Regions from separate parts of the Mus musculus genome. Here region 1 is linked to region 2. Evidence: chromatin contacts called from public promoter capture Hi-C data. All regions are on one chromosome and are shown on one strand. The core of a region is the stretch at or near the end of the contact, and the rest is flanking DNA. Distances in the headings are between cores, read along the strand shown. Region 1 has its middle 12 kb from the start of Gm30603. Region 2 holds the start of Tmem184a (transmembrane protein 184a).

Region 1 (2,715 bases), core at 8-2,507, 770 kb before region 2:
CCACCGACTGGCTTCCATCTTGATTTTTTTTGAGAGGAGCTCTCCGGTTGAACTTGGGGCTCATTGATTTGCCAGGACGACTGACCAATAAGCTTCAGGAGTCCCCCTGTCACTCGTGTACACCCTAAACACCAAGGCTGGGGTTATAAGCACACTCCACCATGGCTGCTTTTCAAATGGGTTCAGGGGATCTGAACTCATGTCCTCGTGCTTGTACGGCCAACATTTTACTGAGTCATCTCTTCCTCCCTTGTTCCTTAATAAACTGCAGGGTCCTGTGTATACCAAAGAATTGTTTTAAAGTAAATGTCTTTCTGATTTATGGTGAGCGTTTGGTTTGTGGACTTGTTTTTAATGTATGTAGCTATCTGAGATCATGTAAAGATGTCTCAAGCTTTGTAATTTGAGAAAGGAGTCAGTGTGGAAACCATTTGAGAAGCTGCGTTTCAGTGATGTACTGGTCTGGAATCCTAGATCCTGGGCCTCCATCTTCTGGGGGTGGAAGAGGAGGAGAGAGGGCAGATGTCTTTCATGCTCAGACTCATGGTTCTGAGGGAGATAGGGAGATAGAAAGTTGAGTTTCCCTGGAGAGGTCAAGCCAGTCTAGAGAGAGAGCTCGGCCTCCCCTTGGTGCCTCTGTCCATGGATCCCATCCTACAACACAGGGACCACACCCTCTAAGGACCTATTGCACCCTTGGTCTTGGACCTTCTGGCCCAGTGGAGTTGGTATTCTAGAGGGACTGTTGGCAAGTGACTCTGGAGGTCTCTAAAAGGTGGTGCTGACCTGCAAGCCCAGCAGGGACATCGTAGATCTAAGAATAGCCTGAGTTACATAATGACACCCTGTCACAAAAAAACAAGCAAACAAACAAACAACAAAAACTTAGAAAGGGGGCTGGCTGGGAGTTTAGCTCAGTGGGTGTAGTACTTGTCTGGCATACCCGAAGAGCAGAGGGCAGGCCAGAGAGATCAGGACTGAGGACTCTTCTCCACAATAGGAAAAACTGACCACCTGGCTGAGTCCAATTCCCGCCAAGCCACTGTAGTTCCCAGAGAACTGGAGGGCTAGGGACACAGGGACAATGCCAGGGACAAAGAGCTGGGGCCAGGGGCCCTGGGGGTTAGACTTATGGCCTCTCCTGACCTCAGCAGAGAAACTAGCCTTGTTGGGCACAGCCAAGTCACAGAGACCAGCCTGGGGGGGTGGGACCAGGGCAGTGAAAGGCCCAGAGAAAGGATTAGTCCAAGCCCAGAGGCCTGGCAGGTGCCATGGCAACCTGGAGCCCGAGCTGGGACAATAGGCCTGTGTTAACACCCTCTGTCTGCCTCTGTGGGGCTGGGGGCTTGTTAACCAGCTTAGCAGGCTGAGGGCGGCCATTCACATGGAAATATGGGCTTTGGAGCTGAGGGTGTGGGAGGTGACCGGGCAGGTGCAGGGACAGAGGGAAGAGTGAGTCTTACCTTCTTGCCTGGCCCACATTCCCACACTGCCCAGGGCTCAGCCATGTGTCCTGGGGGGTGGGAGTGGGTTGTTACTCTGTACGTGGACAGCGTGGGCAGCCCAGGCTTTATGGGACCCACAAAACATGGGATTGGTGAGGGTCCTGGGGAGGGCAGTGGGTGGGCTCTGGAGGTGAGAGACCTGTAAATGGAGATACTATAATGAGATGGACAATCTGTACTGCTACCCCAAAGCCAACCTTACCCTAAGGACTTTGAGGGTGTCCCTTCCTTCTCAGTTCTGTCGCCAGCCCCAGGCCCCGCTGTGCCTCTGGCTCCAGCCTCTGTCGACACAGGAGGCTGGCCTTGTAGCTTAGTTGCTCTCCTCTTCCACCCAGATGGCTCCCCTCCCCTCTGCCTCCTCACACCTGTTCCTTCTGCCCAGCCCCCATCTGGAACCCTCCCCCAGCCCAGCCCAGCCCAGCCCTGGTCCACCCTGCCTCACAGAAACCTTTCCCAAGCCCCCCCTACCCTCTAATGTAGTTCAGGCATTTGGTAGCATTTCTGATTTCTTTCAGATTTCCTATTCTACTCAGGCAGGTCTCTCCAAACTGCCATGTCAGGCCCTAGGCGTGTCTAGGGAGAACACTCACACAGGACTTACAAGAGGGACCAGTCCCTGACCATGTTGGGGGATGGCAACAGGTCAGGCCTCGAAGCCTCATTCTGAGGTTGCATGATGCTCACACCATCAGGGGAGGGACAGAGCCCCGAGGCTCCACTATGGCGCTGGGGAAAGCCCCTTGCAAACTGAGATGCCCTGGAATGCTTGGGCAGGCCAGAGTGACAGGGAAGGAGCCAAGCAGGTGTCTAAGCCTCTGTTGATGCAGGATTACAGCCATCTGGCTGCATCTCCGGGCAGTGTCCCTCCCTCCTGGCTCTGGGAAGCCACCAGGCAAGGCAGGGAGAGCTGCAGCAGTGGCAGGGTCAGTCTCAGTCTCTGCATGGAGAGAGCCGAGCATCTGAGGTGTGGAGAACCAGGGTGGCTCTGTAGTAGCCTCTGGGTTGGGACCTCTAGGTGGATGCTTCCCTTCGTGAGTTGGGGGAGGGGAGAGGCTCCCACGGGAGAAAAAGAAGCCCTGACAGTTTGTCCAGCAGGAAGCTGTGGTCATGGCCCTCTGCCAGAAGCTGTGTCCTTGTGGGGAAACTGAGGCTCAAGGGCAATGGTAGACTCGTGCCACTTAAAAATATTGTGCAGCCTGGTGTGGTGGCG
Region 2 (2,848 bases), core at 120-2,619:
AGCAACAGAAATAATTTTATGGTCGGGGGTGGGGGGTCATCACAGCATGAACCGTCTAAGCATGGAGAAGGGTAAAAAAACACTATTCTAGACCTTTCTCACCACCCAGAAAGCAGCACTGTATTGGATGGCTCCTCGGGGACTTCTCCCTGGAGCTAGCATAGCTTATGCAGACCCTTTGTCCTTCCTGACCCTGCCTGCTAAACTGCCTGACTACCTAGTGCCAGCAGGTGAAAGGCACCTGCCAGCCTCAGTTCCTGGAAGCCAGCTGCTACTGGGCAAACAGTCCCAGCGGGATAGAGTGTCGCCAGGGGCGGGGACAAGCCTCTGCTTCTCCTCCCTCCGCCCCTCCCTCAGCCTGAAGCCCAGGTGGGCCACTGGCCAGGTGAGGCCCTGTGTGCCTTCCCTAGCCTAGCGCAACCCTCCCGAGACCAGCCTTGCCCCAACCCGAAGCTTGGCCTCCACTGGGGGCCACATGACCCAGTGAATGACCAGCCAGGCTGCCCCAGAGGAGGCTAGGCCTCCAAGGCCCGGTCCAAAGAGCTTCCTGCTCACAGAGGTAGGCTCCCGCCCCCATGACGGACAACTGAGGGTAGCAAGGAGGTCCAATGTCGCTGCCTCCCGGCAGGCGCACACTCTATCACTTGCCGCGGGAGCTTCTGAGACCCTAAGGAGTACCTGCAGGCGGGTCAAGGGGGGGGGGGAGGGTTGGGCGGGGGCGGATGGCACCTGAGGGGGAGGAGGGGGGAGGAGGGGAAGGGCTGGATTGGGCAGAACTGGCCCCAGGTAGGTGAATCCCCACTGCCCAGCCGGTGGTAGAAACAAGCTTTGGGGTTTTGTTTGTTTGTTTGTTTAAGTTTAAGTTGTTTTGGGTTTAAGTTTCTTTTTCTTTTCTGAAACAGAGTAACTAGGTAGACCAGGCTGGCCCTTATACTCACAGATGCACAGTCCACCTGCCTTGGCCTCTGAGTACTGAGATTACAGGGGTGTGCTGTGGACACCTGGTTAGGAGCAGTCTTAGACTTCTATAGAGTTGCTGTCTGAGAACCAGGGTCCGAAGGAACCTGAGGGGGTTTGTCACCCCAGGATCTGAGCCCCAGGCTGGAAAGCAGCTAGGCCCCTGTTCAAGTGTGAGCCCACAGCTGCCCAGAATCAGGCGAGCTGGTGGGAAAATCAGACCCAGACTCTCACAAAGGGGACAGGTGGCCGTGGTGGGCCCCCAGGGAAGCTTCTGTGGATGATGGTGGTAGGGGCGGTGGCCAGGCAGGCAGAAAGTGCATTGGGCAGAACTGGCCCCGAGGTGACACCCACCCCGAGGTGACACCCACACGGCCTTGCCCACCTCTGGCCCCACCTCCTGCCCCTCACACTCCCACAGAAGCCTTCCCTGGCTTCTCACTCCTCTGCTGGTTTCTGCAGATGAGGAATGCGTCAGGGTTTCTGAAGACAGCCGGAGCCCCCCTCGTGTCAGCGACCTGGCTTCCACCCAGCCCCCCTCCGGCAATGCCCACAGTGGCAGCCGGGCCACAGATGGAGCGCGTGGACAACGGCTCGCAGGGGGCCCCCCAGCTCTTCCTCACCAGCGCATTGGCCCGAGGCGTTTCAGGCGTGTTTGTATGGACTGCTCTGCTGCTAACCGGCCACCAGGTAAGCACCTCTTGCACCCCCATCCCCGCTGAGCCTGGAAGTTGCTATGGGACCTGGCCCAGCTCAGATGGGCCCCGTGGACAGATGCTGTGATCATGGGACCTCCAGGGACAGCTCCCAGCACCAGTCACTGAGACATGGTAGGATTCTAGGCATGGTGTTCAAGGGTCTATGGCCCTTCTCCAGAGCTAGCATGTCAGAGCCAGGCCTAAGGAGGGAGATCTCTGCCGAGGTGAGGGCAGATTGCTGGGTGGGTATCCCCAGTCACGTCTGAGGCCCCTCACTCTACTCCCTGAGGTCAGAGCTTAATCCCAGTTCACAGACAGGAACACGGAGGGGTTTCCCCGGGCTCACACAGTGGGAGGAGAAAGGGCCTTTCCCCTCCAGAGATGGCGAAGGCGTGGACCTTGCTCTATAGAGAACCTCAAGCCAGCCAGACAGGGAGTTTGGGGAGGAGGGGTGGGGACTGAGTTGGATAGGAACTGGAACAGTGGAGAACAGGAGGTGTGTTGGGGGTATGAGGGGAGAGATGGGGAGCTACGAGAATAGGGGGCAAGGAGCTGGGGGTGGAGGGTGGGTAAGCAGGAAGCAGAAGCCAGGCATCTAGAATGTGGCGGGGTAGCTGGGGAGCTGGAGGTTGGTTAAGGGAGCTGAGAGCCACGGGCTCTCTGGAACACCCACTTGGCACAGTGGGAGGGCCTGAGTCAGTAGGTGAGCTGGGGGCAGGAAGCAAAAGCAAACACCTCGGCTTGTGACATTCACCTGCTGGCTGGTACCTGTCCAGGTGTGCCTCAGTAACCAGGATACAAGGGAGAAAGATCCGTGCCCGAGGGCAGGCCAGGCACATCCTAGCCACAGAGGTGGCACGAGGCACGCTCTTAGGGTCAGCAGGAAGCCAGAGAGACCAACCTCCATTTACCGGTGGAGAAACTGAGGCAAAAGAGGAAGCAGCTTGCCAAGGTCACCAGCCATATGGTACCAGCCTGGGAAATGTCTCTTGTTGGCTGATCACATTGTGTCCTCCCTCCACAGAGGCTAGGGAGGGAGGAAGGAGCAGATAAGGAGCTGGTCTCTGACCTCAGCAGCCTTCGCACCACCCCACGTGTCCCCTGCACACACACACACACACACACACACACACAGCTCCCTCTAACAGTGACCTCCATGCCACACAGGGCACCTCGTCGCCACGGTGGCCTGG

What was found. Promoter capture Hi-C pulls out the DNA fragments that hold promoters and counts their contacts.
Region 1: a contact with region 2 is called in a promoter capture Hi-C map of embryonic stem cells, with 2.9 times the contacts expected there. The contact joins the enhancer-like site here to the promoter of Tmem184a in region 2. A contact is called at or near these places in 10 of 39 promoter capture datasets (the 3T3-L1 cell line, the C10 cell line, the HPC-7 cell line and 6 more), 4 of 115 datasets of contacts at active chromatin or transcription factors (T-cell acute lymphoblastic leukemia, double positive thymocytes, pancreatic cancer cells and 1 more) and 3 of 9 other capture datasets (adipose tissue, embryonic stem cells and liver).

The regions. Positions count from the first base shown.
Region 1 is chr5:140,582,768-140,585,482 of GRCm38.p6, reverse strand. No RefSeq gene overlaps it. Among named protein-coding and RNA genes, the nearest start is that of Gm30603, 12 kb to the left of the region's middle. Within about 2 kb of position 1,257, at least 79 of the 459 cell types and tissues checked have an H3K27ac peak or open chromatin away from gene starts, as enhancers often do. A contact at or near this core is called in embryonic stem cells, where this site is marked.
Region 2 is chr5:139,811,764-139,814,611 of GRCm38.p6, reverse strand. Tmem184a (transmembrane protein 184a) reads left to right here and starts at 1,369. Exons shown (of 8, transcript NM_144914.3): 1 at 1,369-1,647. The coding sequence starts at 1,420.